Regions from separate parts of the Arachis hypogaea genome. Here region 2 is linked to region 1. Evidence: chromatin contacts called from public Hi-C data. All regions are on one chromosome and are shown on one strand. Each heading gives the region's core, a stretch centred on a gene start, on an enhancer-like site or on the middle of the called end of the contact. The rest is flanking DNA. Distances are from core to core; before and after follow the strand shown.

Region 1 (7,398 bases), core at 2,667-5,166:
TTTTCATCTCATGTTTTAAAAAAATATTTAAATAGACTTCATATCACTTTTTTTTAAATCAAATAATAAAAAATTTAATTATTTAATTATTTTTTTTATATTTTTTTTCTCTCATATTCCTCCAAACTAAACAATATTTATTTTTGTGTATCTCGATAAAATTAAAGGTGTCCCATTGTTGAAGTCAGTACATTATTTATCATCATATCTCGTTCTCTACCACCGTATTATTATACGTTTTTAGAAAATTATTAATTCAAAAAGTATTAGTCTTGGTATCCATTTTAGGGTCAACAATTCGAAGATGTTATTTTTAGTATGTCTACAAATTAAGTGAATGAGTGTCTTCGACATGAGCACCAAGTGCGTGTCCAAAAATAACAGTACCACTATATGCACAGAAATAATACCTGTCCTCATTTTTCTATTATAAGATTTTACCCTGTTACAAATAATATATAAATAGCATCTACTAAGGATGTTTTCTTAACATATTTTTGAAAAAATAAAGTCACATGGCAAACAGTACTACTCAATCCAAATATGAAATATCTATAAAAATATAAAAATAAAAACCCTAATATATATAAGAAATATACTGTATAAACTATAAAGTCTGTGAATGTTTTGTATTTTATTTTTTTAAATATAAAATATATTTTTAAATCTTAATATTTTTAAAATTTTTAAAATTATTCTTAATATTTAATCTGATACATATCCCTAATAATATTTTAAAAAGTATAATTAATTTTATTATTATGTTCTAATTATTAAATTTAATTCTTATTATACGTAGGGATGTTAACAGGACGGGGACGGGACGGGAAGCAGAGACTCCCCATTATTCACATTGTTTACAAAAATCATTATTTACCTAGCAAAATTCTTAATAATTACTTTTATCATTTTATTTAAAAACATTAAGAAAAAAAATCATATTTTATTCTATTATAAGCGACCTGTATAAAACCAGCTGGCAAATATGGTGCAAGGGATTAATCATTTATAGAAAAAGTTTAATCTAATCATTGTCTTACTAGTCAATGAAATTCCTATAAATAAATTAACGAAAAGCTAATCAACATATTTAACAGTTGATATCTCAATTGAAATCTAAGTGTGCCAACAAGAGCTCCTTAATTATCATTAACAAGCATTATTTCATTACAATAAAAAAAACATGCATTGATGAAGAAAAACGAAATATTTAATCACATGCAAAATAGAAATAACAACATAAGTGATGATAGATAGGTGGAGCAAGCCAAAAAAATAATAAAAAATAATAAAAAAAAAAGATTGGATTGTTAAATTAGGTTTATTGACCAAAATTGAACCTCTTAATATGATGTCTAATTCCCTTGAAAAACAATGTATGTTAAGGTCTCCAACAATGAGGCTTACACATATGGTGACAATCATAGAAACATGATCCACCACAGTGAAGTGGACAATCCAATCTCATTCCTTTGCATCTTGTTGTTGCCATGCATTCTGCATATTCCCCAATCTTGTAATCTTCTTTATTATTCTTATTATAATTATTGCCCTTCTTGTGTTTGTGATAATGCCTTCTCCCTCTAACCCTTCCATTGCAACCCCATTTCCACCAACCACCCCCTCCTCCTCCCCAACCCCATCCACCACCACCGCCACCTCCACCACCACCACCACCACCACCACCTCCTCCTCCTCCTCCGCCTCCGCCACCCCAACCCCATTTAAACCCTCCACCTCCGCCGCCACCACCTCCTCCTTTGCTTGAGTTGAACACAACTTCGTTATTGTGTTTTCCCTTTGCTTCTTCACTACTTTTATTACCTTGTAGGTTTAATGGGAGAGTCACCAATGTGGCATTGCCTTGACTTTGATCATCACCTTTAAGCCTAACAATTAACATTATGAACATTGAGAAGAGAATCAAATACTTATTAAACGTGGCTTCCATATTTTTCCTATGCTACAGAAAAAGGATAAATGTCACATATATATAGATACTATTACTAGTTGTCACAGTTGTATATAGGTTACGCCACCAAAAAACTAATTATATCTGTCCCCACATGATTATATATATTCAAAATCTATAAGACATTTTGAAAAAAGTGGTAAATTTCTTAAGTAGTTGCAAATAGAACACCTTGTTATTTATATAAATTAAATTCAAGTTAGTAAGCTAAAATAAAAATGAGTGTATCTTTGTATAATAAAGTTTAATTATATGAGTTCCTCTTAATTTTATTATAAAATCTAAACATTTGGTGATAGAATTACGTTGTTGTTGCTGTTATAGATGGATAAAGTGGGAAAAGTGAGTACATTAGCTTCTTATGCAGTACAGGTGATGAAAGTACACAATAAAAAAAATTCAATTCAACGTGTTATATTTGAGGAATATTTTAATTCTCTATGTATTGTTTACTTGTTTATTAATTTATGTTTATCGTCTAATCTATTTTTTTGGTTGATTTTGGTCTTTGATGACGATATCAAAGGAAATTAAATTTAATCACTTGATATTAGTACCATGTATTCCTTAAAAAGATCGAGTTATTCACTACTGATTTAAAAAAAATGGTTGTTGCAACTAATAAAGAATAGACCTACATTTTACAAATATACAAGTATAAAGCCTCACATTATCTAAAACTAAAAACCTCGTAATATTTATAGGTGTAAAGTAACTAACTCTTATAATTTCTAATAATAAGATTAACTTTTGCTACTAATAATATAAAAGCCACTTGAAAAGTTATTTGCAAGTCTTTTTATGTATAAGAGCTAAAAAAATTTAACATTCATACAATAATTTAACAAAACAGGTCATAACAAAGATTTAAAAAAAAAAATTGAGATGTCTTAGGGTTCACTTTGTTCCCCCACATACAATTATTGTAGCAATAGATAGGGTAACCCCTATGTGTCCCCACTAACAATGCATGCTCTAAAATAATTACTATATAGAGTCATAATTTATCTTTTTTTGACTTTTTAAATGCATTTATAGTCTGAAAATAAGAAAACTTTTGTGTTAATGTCTCCCTAACATAACTCTTTATTATATACCAAGTCAATATATTTTTTATTATTATTAAATAAAATGTGAGATGGATAATTATATAAAATAATCTACACACTATTTAAGTGTGAAAAAATGGTTTTCAACTTAATAATATACTGAGAAACAAAATGAGTATACTTGTAATTAAATATCAGCCTTAGCTTCATGAGTAGTCTCTGGTGAAATATTATCAAGAAAAAAAAAAAACTGCTTTTTATAGGAGCTGATATTTACTAAAAGTACTATATAATAATTACTATATTAAAAAGAATATAAAACCTAAAATGTAGTACTAGATTGATCTTTTCATTAGCACACAATTAAACTTTTGAAATATTATTGTTGAAAAAGAGTTCAAAGGAGGATCTAATGAAAATGATAAGGGGAGCATCTAAACGTTTTTAGGGAGGTTACTTTCTTTTTCTCATTCTTTGTTGATTTGATAAAGTATAATTAAAGTTCCCATATATAGTCAACATTTTGGTACAATGAAAACTTCTCCACGAAATAAGAAAAACTTTAGTCCATAAATTAATAATTCAACCATGAATGCATCATCTCAAGTGAATAAATAATAATTTATTCCATATATATGTGATTATTAATTGTATTCCCATTTAATTTCTATCTTTCAGATTCATAGGAGTTACTGGTTAAGAAATTTATAACATTAATCATAATTGTACTCTTTTATTCTTACTAGTCCACAAATAAAATTATAGTGACAAATTTAAATAATAAATGATGCGTGTGTAGCAAGAAAAATATCTTGCTCGAATACTATATAGCATATAAAAATTTCTCCCTAAGATACCGTATCAACTTGGCACATTATTATCATACATTCATTGATACATAGGTCCCACTTTAATTGCTTTAATTTGCATGAGTTGCTATTGCTTGGCCTTTAAGCCTAAGAAGACTTTGAGATAGAGAACAACATGTAACAAAAGACGTAGTAGATACGAATAATATTTCACATTATCATAATGAAGCTTTTGGTACAACTATCATGCAATATCATAGCTGAAGAAAACCAATCAATTTGTTTCCTGGATTTTTTAAACGGATTAATTTGGTCTATAAATTTTATAATGATGGATCAAATTAATCTCTTTTATAAATTATGTTTTAACATTATTGTTGATGAAACGGTAGATTTTAGTGTTACGTCTTATAATATTAGTTATCATGCCACGTGTCATTAATACGACAGGTCATCAACAAATCTTTTTGTTACAGGTGGTATTGTCGGAACACGTTATTACTATACCATAAAGTATTGATAAATGATAATTATAAAATTCAAGGACCAAGTTAATTAACAGGTGAAAATTTAGAGACCAAAATAATTATAATTGTTATATCAAAGAAAAATAATACCTTTTAAAAATTAAGAAGAAAAGAGAGGAGAGAAGAGAGAAAAAATAAATGCAGCCATCTTATTATCACGTTTGTTAAAATTAAAACTCTTTATATTTGCCATATGAAATACCTAATTCACTCCGTGCACCTATTTATTTTTTTATTAAGAAAAGTAAATTAACTCATTTGTTAGATTAAGAAATCATACTGCACAGAATAAAATCAAACTTGAGGCAATAGTTATCACTTATTAAGTTATTATCACCTTTCGTTAAATTTAACCGATACCTGATATTTTGTTTGGACATGGCTTAGATCAAAGTCCAAATTACATGTTTAAAAAAACAAAATAAATAATAAAAAATTATTTATTTCTGCATGAAATTTTCAAACATTTTGCAGCTAATTGAACAATCTGATAGCACATAGATGGAGTATTTACAGGTTAACTACATTAAGAGTGCTCGAAAAGTGCAAACAATATTACAAAACATGACTATGACTCAAGAACAGCTCCTTCAACGATTTTCCAACCTGAATCTGAACAAGACATCACATATCTTGTTGTGTAGGTTTTGCTGCTTGAAGCATTGTGCTGCGGATGACTTACAGCATTGAGGTGGGTTGACTCTTTGAGAGTTGTCTCGACCACCGCACGCCGCCCATTCTGGGATATAGTCACGCTATCGATGCTGAGGTCCTCCAACGTGTAGTTATAGGACCAACCGCGCTCTGCAATCTCGGATGCCCGATCGGACCATATCTTCAACATCTCGTGATCAAGTACCTATAGCATATCTTAAATTCAGCAAAACTTGACATATATGAAGATGAAAATTAAGGAAATCACAGTAGAATTTCAAGTTGTCTAGGATAAAATCGCATTCATTAGTCTACAATGAGCTTCTTTTAAAGCACTTCCTCAAAATCACAAGATTTTCAGCATATTGGTCATGTTTTTGTAAAGTTGTGATTATCACCTCCATTTTCATAAGGACCAAATTAATTCTTTACCTCTGGCAATTTTTCGAGGCAGTGTTCGGGTCCAAAAGCTTGGGATTTGATGTTCTGCCAATTGCGAACCACAGCTTCAGCAACCCTTGCATCCATTTTCGGAAGTTGCTCTTCTAATTCTTCGCCTCCCGAGGAACCTGTGCAGATGAATATGTATTATACGCACCATGCAATAATTGCTAGAAGTTAACTATGAACTTCTGAAATCAAATTTCTGATCAGCAGTAACTGAATCATTCAGATGATAAGAAATTTCATGATGGAAATCTATTTGTAATTGTGATCCTAATTGCGGGTGTCTCTAAAGGTAATACCTATGTTGACAGTATCTGATGCCAGTGCCGAACCAGTTGTCTTGCGTATGGTGGGTGAGCCATGCCTAGCAGGTATAAACTTCAAGCCAACCACAGTCACGAGGCCAATCACAACGCCAGCACACATGATCTTCACAGTTGCATCTTTAATTTTGTCAGTAATTATCTCATCACCACTTATCTCAGAAGATTTTCTTGTTCCAGAAACCTCAATACCAGTCGAAGTATCTTGATCCGGTGAAATTAAAAGATTCTCACTTTCAGAAAGATTGAAATATTCCTTCCCGTCATTCTCTTGAGTTTTCACAATTTTATCTTCATAACCAACAGGAAACACCTTCTTCAATGCATTCATTGCACTATCCTTGACATGACCAATAACAGCAGTAGCCTCAGCTCCGATTTTCACTATGGCTGCTGCAGCAGCCAAGGGTGAATGCCCAACACTCTCCAGCCTCTCTAGATACCTGAGCACTGTAGGGTCATCATAGTAATCTCCAAGCTTGAATGTTATCTCTTTAGTATCTCTGAATCTCGGAAAAACTACTTCCATCAACCATGCCTCTAACAATCTGCAGAGTCCAGGAAGATCACTGTCTTCATCACCCTTGGCATTTTCCATTACAAATTCTACAATGGATGAATTTCTATATGGAGAGCTCTCACTGTCTAGTCCCAACCATGATCGACACTGATCTAGCTCCCCAACAAGCAATGCACAGAGGCCCCTTTCTAAAGCAAAATCAACCTCTCTCTTTGGAGCATTAATAGAGGCAGCATGTCTCATAGTTGTTACCTTTGTTTGTTGAAGTTGTTGGAATAAGTTATCCGCATCTTGGATAAGATGTGGCTTTTTACCTACAAAGGCTTGAGCAACGAGCGCAAGTGCCACCCCATACGCTTCAAAACTTTCAGCTGGTATATTACTTGGTGTGGCCACAAAAAGATCAACCTTCAAAGAATATTGAAGGTAAAAAGGAAACAAGATGAGGGGAAATTTTCAAAAATAAACCTGAAGAGAAAATTACAGAAAAATATGCAAAACGACAATGCAAGAATACCTGTTCAACTGCTGTCATATGTAAAAAAGCCTCATTCATGAAGTCCTCACGTGTGAAACCCCCAGCAATTGCTGCCGCACCACCTCCTCCAACAGCCCACAAAATGTTGCGGACACCCTGCAGACCTTCATCCCTTCGTGCTCGATGTTCTTCATCAAGGGGCAAGGATAGAAGTTCCAAAACACAACGTGGGGTTATCTCCTCCAGTGTCTCATCGATTTGTGCTTGTAAATCTGGTGCTAGGCTGCTTGCTCCTTCTTCCTACATAATCAAGTTCGCAGAGAGCACTTTGTATCAGAACTGTATTTTATATTGTGTCAAATTTTAAACCATCAATGTTTATACAAAACCTAATTGAACATTATAACAACTATACAGTGGCTTGCAATGTCATGATTAATCCTGTCACAGTGTCAAACCAAATTCCACACATCCCTATTGATATAATTAGAAGCATTGACTTAAAAAAAGTCAAATCATCCGAAACCAATATTCTTTGGAAAATGGCAAATTTTAAGATACAGCAATCGAGAAACAAAAAAACCATCATCCATAGCCATGGAACTATCATATTCACCTG
Region 2 (7,398 bases), core at 1,673-4,172, 57 kb before region 1:
CCCTCAGAGAATTAGAAAGACAGAGAGCGAGACAATAGAAGAATAGTTTGAATCTGGGTTGGGTATTTGGGTCGGGTGTCCGGCCCAATCTACATCCAGAAAAATGAAAATCATCCCAAAAAAACAAAAAAGATGAATGTGACTTTTAAACTAAGAAAAATTCCTCCTGTCCAAAAAAAAAAAAACTAAGAGAAATTCTTAGAGATAGCAATTTTTAGCCTCGTCATTGTTTGATTAATATAAATATTAAATTATTTTTAATAAATATATTTTATTAATTTATATGTACAAATTTTAATAAATATAAATATAAATTATATTTTTTTGTACAAATTTCTATAAATATGAGAGTAAATTATTACTGATTAAATATTGGTTCAAAACGATGATATTTATGTAGAATTTAATAGCATAATTATTTATATGTCCTCGTGGACTGCCATGCCTTTTTTATTTTTATTTTTTTATTTAAAATTTTAAACCCGATAAATTTGATTATTCAGAGGCATGGGGCATGCCAAGCCTTGTTTAATATACAAATTTTCCATCTTTTAATATTAAATAATCCTTTTTCCTTCCCCTCCTTTTCTTCTATCTTACCATGGTTCTTGGAGAAAGACATACTATTTAGTATTTTTAGTTAAAAGCATAAATACTTCTCATAATTTAAGCCCACATACACCTCAAACCTTAATATATCAAATTTTTTTGGGTATGTTAATTAATATATATATATTAATTAATATATATATATTAATTAACAGAAAAAACAATCGTCACTGATGGAAGTTGGAAAAAACAGAAAAAGCAGGATTTGGAATCAAATTAGCTCCAATTCTTTGAAATTAAAGCATCTCTATCCTTTGATTCCAAAGCTAATGGCACGTATTTTATGTTGAATTTATAAATTTACTTGTTTTATGCGGAAGATTATGGAAAGAATCAAAGAATTATTATAAAATGAAGCAACTTGCGTGTGGAAAAGGTGGCTTTAAAAAATTGATTGATAAAGACATTTAAAGTAAAGATATTAAGAAAAGATAAGAAGCTTAGAAACGTAACATTGAATAGGGTTTGGTTTTAGGATCGAAATATTTAATTAAATTAAAGGACGTTGAAAGATAATGAAATGCAACGACAAATTGGTAGCAAAAAAATTAACATAATAATAATGCATAGAAATTCATGCAAAAGAGACACATACAATAAGTGAACGAACTTTTGATATCTAAACTTAAACTTATTAGCTTCAATACAAAAACGTACGTAATATATATCGGTATATTGAAAAAGATTGTTATTAACTTATTATGTATATATATAACATCAATTTAAGCTCAATTAAGCTTATATAATTTAATTAAGGTTAAATTATTCTGTTAGTCCTTATAATTTCGTGAAATTTTCAATTAGGTTCCTATATTTTTTTTTTAATTGGGTCCCTGTATTAATTTTTTTTTTCAATTAAGTCCCTCTTAGTATTAATTGACTTAATTTTATAGGGACTCAACTGAAAAAAAAAATTGGTATAGAAACCTAAATAAAAGAAAAAAAAAAGCGTAAGGACCAAATTAAAAAAAAATTGGTGCAATGACTCAATTAAAAGGAAAAAAAATATAAGGACCTAATTAAAAATTTCGTAAAACTATAGGAACCAATAAAGTAATTACCTTTAATCAAACATGGTGGCATCAAATTTTTAGTAATTCGTAATTAAACCTTGAGATCTTTTGCTTTACTAATACAAATATGAACACTCTTTAAACCTCAATTTTATAATAATTATACAAAAAAAAAAGTATTCGCCTATAATTTGCAATGTTATAGAACATCAGGATTTGGATAAATAAATTAATATTAGTGGAGAATGCAGATATTTTTTCCTTTCTCAATATTAAATTACATTTGGCACTTTACTTGTGCAACGTGAGGACGAAAGTTTTGTTGTACCAAAACAATTACTTATAAACTAAGAATTTAATTTCTTATGTGTTTAACTTATAGTATAACTTTTCTATACCACTGTCGCATTATATTGATGAATATAGAGAGTTAATTATATATTTTTATAGTTATTATTTAAATATAGTACCAAATAATAAGATTTAATGGAACGACAATATATAAAACTTTTATATTATTAGTGCAATAATTAAAGTTCATTATCAATATTGATTTTCAATGTATTGCTTTTGTTTAAATTGATAATAATATATTCAAATGAGAGGCAGTAAGCAATATAATTAAAAATAGAGTTTCATTAGCAAACCGAAATTATTTTTAGTCAATATAAATAGACTACCTTTTAAAATTACATTTACATATAAAATTTTAAATATTAAACCCCAAATATTTTTTTTTCAAAAAAAAAAATTAAGAAAGGTATTTTGACAATAAAACATTACTAATATTAATTAATTAAAAATTAATTTCGTATACTTATTCATAAAAATAATATGATGAGAAATATAAACAATAAACATGAGACGGTATATTTATATATGAGGAGTGTTAGAGGACGAGCAACTTTTGTGATTTGTAGCCATCAAATAGCTATTAATGATATTTTTAATGGTGTGAGATTTCATCCAATGATGTAGAATTATTCATTTTTTTTTCTAATTACATGCTGTCCAGAATTTAATAAAGTTGTTATGTATTATGAGTATTAGGAGATATAAATCTATCTAATTCTAATAATAAAATAAAACAAGTTTAATTATTATCTAGAGAAGAGGATCTAATCTTATATCCATATATTGATGTTTATAGATATTTAAGGAATGAAAAAAATTAATTATTACACCATAATTACATGAAAATTTAAAGATGCTAAAATTAAAAGAAATTAGTTGATTATAAAGTTACTCTAGTCTATATTGCATTTAATATAATTAAAATGACATTATGAATTGGAAAATATCAAAACCCAAAGATGACACCTTTGCACAGAAAGAATGGATGAACAAAGAAGAGCCACGTGGCAGTGATCATGTGAGGACTGAACTCACAATGGAGCAGAAAGCGACCGACCAATAACATATCTCCACGTGTCCCAACCTAACATCACCCAACCCCTAATTAAATTCCCCCACGGATTCCAAAAATATCTTCAATCCACTCTCATCTCCATTGACCAAACAATGGCTCGCCTCTCCCTCCTCCTCCTCCTCCTCGTCGCCGCCGTCGCAACCGCCGTCGACGACCAAGCGGATCCCTTGATCCGTCAAGTAACCGATGGAGACCATCACATGCTCAACGCCGAGCACCACTTCACAACCTTCAAGACTAAGTTCGGAAAGTCTTATGCCACTCAAGAAGAGCACGATTACCGCTTTGGCGTCTTCCAGTTAGTTACTCCAATCTCTACTGTTATTAAGCACGTGACTTAATTCAGTAACAAACTTCTGTTTAGTTTGTTAGAGAATAAATCGATGCTTTATATCGTAGATCTGGCGAATAAGCTTACATGTTTATGTTTCTTATTATAGCACGTGACTGAATGAATATAGTTCGTCAGATGACGGTTATTTTTCTGGTATTGTTAGTTGAGAGTTGTCACTGTAACTGGTTTTGTTTGATCGGTGCGATGTAGGGCGAACCTGAGGAGGGCGAAGCTGCACGCGAAGCTGGATCCGTCGGCGGAGCACGGTGTCACGAAATTCTCCGATCTGACGCCGGAGGAGTTCAAGAGGCAGTACCTTGGGTTGAAGCCGCTGCGGCTTCCGTCGAGCGCTAACAAGGCTCCAATCCTGCCGACGAGCGATCTTCCAGAGAATTTCGATTGGCGTGACAAGGGAGCTGTTACTCCAGTCAAGAACCAGGTACGTATTATTATTATTATTATTGAGCTATTAAAATTTATTATTTTTAGTCTCTAATAGTTATTAATATTTAAAAAAATGAGATAAAATTAGTTGTTAGATTATTAGACTAAAAAAATTAACTTAATGGCCAAAAATAATAAATAACTCTTAGTATATTATTATTATTATTATTATTATTATTATTATTATTATTATTATTTAGTTTACTGATAAAGTTTATTTGAAGTATATAGGTTGGTTAAGTCTAATTTTCAAGTATTAAGTATTAACTCAAAATGTCAAGTTGGAGGTATTTTCAGTTAAGCACTTCCAAAAATATTTGATCATGCTAATTTAACCTAAGTTTTATTTTTATGTTAAATTTTTCTGAATCTCTTAGTAAAAGCATATGTGTACTGGACTGAAAACATGACTAGCTAGGTAACAAAAGTTTGTGGTCCATGTTGGTGTTGGTAATTTTCTCTTGATTGATGACCCCTGCTCGGCTAACTCTTATTGATGATGGTGTTTTCAGGGCTCTTGTGGTTCATGTTGGTCGTTTAGCACGACTGGAGCTTTGGAAGGAGCTCATTATCTGTCCACCGGAGAGCTTGTCAGCCTTAGTGAGCAACAGCTTGTAGACTGTGACCATGTGGTTCGTCCTCATATGCTTATTTAAATTTTCATGAAATCGTTGTGGTTATCAATTATGATGTTTAATTACATTGATATGTTTTTTGAGATTAGAGAATACTACATACTATAAATTTTATAAACTAACTTGCAAATTGAGAGGTATTGTGTGTAATCTGAAAAATTGATGTGATTTAATTTACCCTTTAACAAAAGATTCCCACACAGATAGTAAAATTAACCAGCACCTGCTATATGATATACCGCTTATCTTAGAACCATGATGATTGATGAGTGAATCAACATATAAGAAATCATTATGAAGATTTAAGATCTTAATGTTTTCCTGACATGATTTAGAATAGAACACAAGGTGGTCATTTGATGGATTTACATAGTTGTGGTTTGAAGTTGAGTTAACAGCTATGAATCTATGACTTGCAGTGTGATCCAGAAGAATATGGAGCATGTGACGCAGGCTGCAATGGTGGGTTGATGAACAATGCTTTTGACTACATACTCCAGGCTGGAGGAGTACAGACAGAGAAGGACTATCCTTACACTGGAAGAGACGAGACCTGCAAATTCGACAAGAGCAAGGTCGCAGCTACGGTTGCAAATTTCAGTGTGGTTTCCCTTGATGAAGACCAAATTGCTGCAAATCTAGTGAAGCATGGCCCTCTTGCAGGTACCTAATCTTAAATTGTTTCCTTACTTCCTCATCTGAAGAACTGTGTTTGGCAAAGTTTGATGTTCTGTTTTTTGCTTTGCTTGGTACAGTTGGTATCAATGCAATATTCATGCAGACATACATAGGGGGAGTCTCATGCCCCTACATCTGCGGCAAGAATCTGGATCATGGCGTGCTCCTAGTGGGTTATGGCGCGGCCGGATATGCTCCCATTCGCTTCAAGGACAAGCCATTCTGGATCATCAAGAATTCATGGGGAGAGAGCTGGGGAGAGGATGGATACTACAAGATCTGCAGGGGTAAGAATGTGTGTGGAGTGGATTCCATGGTCTCAAGTGTAGTAGCTACTACATTTACATCTAGCAACAATTAAATTAAAATGCAACAAGGACTTTACTTTATCATTCTGGAGTTTTATGTAAATAATAACATGTATGCTGTGAAATGTTCTGCTAGAAGCTAAGTAAGTATCTTTGTTTAGGATCTCAGGAAAAAAACTGCAATCTTCAAAGTTTGGTTATGTATTATCTAATATCTGTATGCCTTGTAAGTCCAGTGCCAAGATATTTGTGGCAACTTGGCCAGTAATTAAATGAACTGGAAAACTTTGCTATGAAATCTTATATCTTATGGCTTTCTCTAGTAATCTGTTTCGTTTTATATCGTTGTGAAAAATTTGATATATTCTTAAATAAATGTAATCTAATTAATTCTTGACAACATTATTTCAGTTTTAGTTCTGATTCCCTACTTAATAACGTGAAACAATGTTCAATATTTACGTGCGCTATAATACTAACCTGCATTGCCATATCTAAGTATGAGATATGACCCATTAGACATGAATTCATAGTATTGATATAATGATAAATTGACCCATGATTTTGATGTTCATAGTATAAGCGTCAAATCTTAATCATTCATCTACTATTTGAAAATCATAAAATTAAATCTCTGTATCAAATGTATAGTTAGAAATTTAGAATTTAATATCTATGCTATCTGTAAATTTAACAAATGAGTTTACCAAACATTTTTTTTTTATCTAGAAAAGAATCAAACATTATAAAGGGCTATCTAAAAGGCCAAAGTAGACATCCAAGAGTGGGTAAGGTAGCTGTGGGGCTACCTAGGAAAGAGGCAAATTAAGAAAGGGCTACATACTTAGGTTAATCAAATATTGCTTGGAGAATTAGGTGGCTGTGACCACTGACCTTTAACTGAAGGTGGCATCTTTATATTAGTCATAAATTGATACAGCAAATGAGTGTGTTAACATTTTTGAAGATCGATGTTGCAAAAATGAAGATGGCTCACTTCAAATTAATCATCCAGGCAGAAATAGAACCATCTTGATTCAAACGGTGTTATGGTCTTTTCCTTTTGTTATTCACTATGCTTATTAATTTGATTTCTAGTTGGTTTTCTATGCAATGGTCCTTTCATTTTATTTTTTTTTCATTCTTTTTGAGTGGCTTGATTTTTCTTGTATTGTGCTCCTATCTCCTTTGAGTGTCAAAACATTATGCAATTATTGAAACAAAAAATTGAGAAATCATGTTATCTACTTCTTCTTAGAGAAATCATGCCATCCAAGTATAGAGCTATTAAAGTTTAATTAGGTTAACAAGTTGAGTTGGTCTAGTGGTTAACTTACTAGTCCGTTTAAACAAGCGTCGGAGATTTGAATCTTGCCTTGTGTATGTAGTAACCCATTGGCTAGCGGCAAACCCTTAAATGAAGCTCAGATTCGTGATGGATTAGTCATTGACGTGTCGGAATGGGGGATATGGTGCGAAAGAAAAAAAAAAGTTTAATTAGGTTGACCCCTTTTTTTTTGTAATAATTAGGTTGACCTTTTACATGGGTTGACTCCGAAACCGCACACTAAATTATTGTGTACTAATATATGGTTGATCCAATTAAAGTTTATATATAGGCCTAATAAAAAAAGACCAAACAGAATGCTAACCCAAGACTGTTGAGGCTTTCATGCTACTAGAGCCCACCTTTTACTCTCAAGACTTATTAATGTTCCATATTTGTATATTCCTATATTACATCCATAACTATTTAAGGTAAAAAAAAAAATTATTTAATTTTAATAGCAATTCGTAGTATATATGAATCATTACATAAATGTGCTAAGTAAACTTGGACTGACCCAAACTTTTTTATTTGTAGGAAGAAGCTATGTATATTGAAAAATGAAATTAAATCCCTAAGGAAAGCCACCCTAAGTTTGAATAGAATAAAATTAAAGTATGC

What was found. Hi-C and Micro-C count contacts between places; a contact is called where the count stands out from the background.
Region 2: a contact with region 1 is called in a Hi-C map of leaf, with 2.7 times the contacts expected there. The contact joins the promoter of LOC112754345 here to the enhancer-like site in region 1. A contact is called at or near these places in 3 of 8 Hi-C or Micro-C datasets (leaf and an unstated tissue).

Annotation. Positions count from the first base shown.
Region 1 is chr16:908,574-915,971 of arahy.Tifrunner.gnm2.J5K5, reverse strand. It overlaps LOC112754334 (protein ACCUMULATION AND REPLICATION OF CHLOROPLASTS 6, chloroplastic), which reads right to left. Exons shown (of 6, transcript XM_025801949.3): 2 at 7,396-7,398; 3 at 6,819-7,079; 4 at 5,758-6,709; 5 at 5,444-5,580; 6 at 4,784-5,216. The coding sequence ends at 4,926. Among protein-coding and RNA genes, the nearest start is that of TRNAE-CUC, 5.3 kb to the right of the region's middle. Within about 2 kb of position 3,916, at least 1 of the 3 cell types and tissues checked has open chromatin away from gene starts, as enhancers often do.
Region 2 is chr16:964,179-971,576 of arahy.Tifrunner.gnm2.J5K5, reverse strand. It overlaps LOC112754345 (cysteine proteinase 15A), which reads left to right and starts at 2,922. Exons shown (of 5, transcript XM_025801957.2): 1 at 2,922-3,349; 2 at 3,596-3,824; 3 at 4,342-4,461; 4 at 4,884-5,127; 5 at 5,220-5,748. The coding sequence starts at 3,144. The coding sequence ends at 5,503.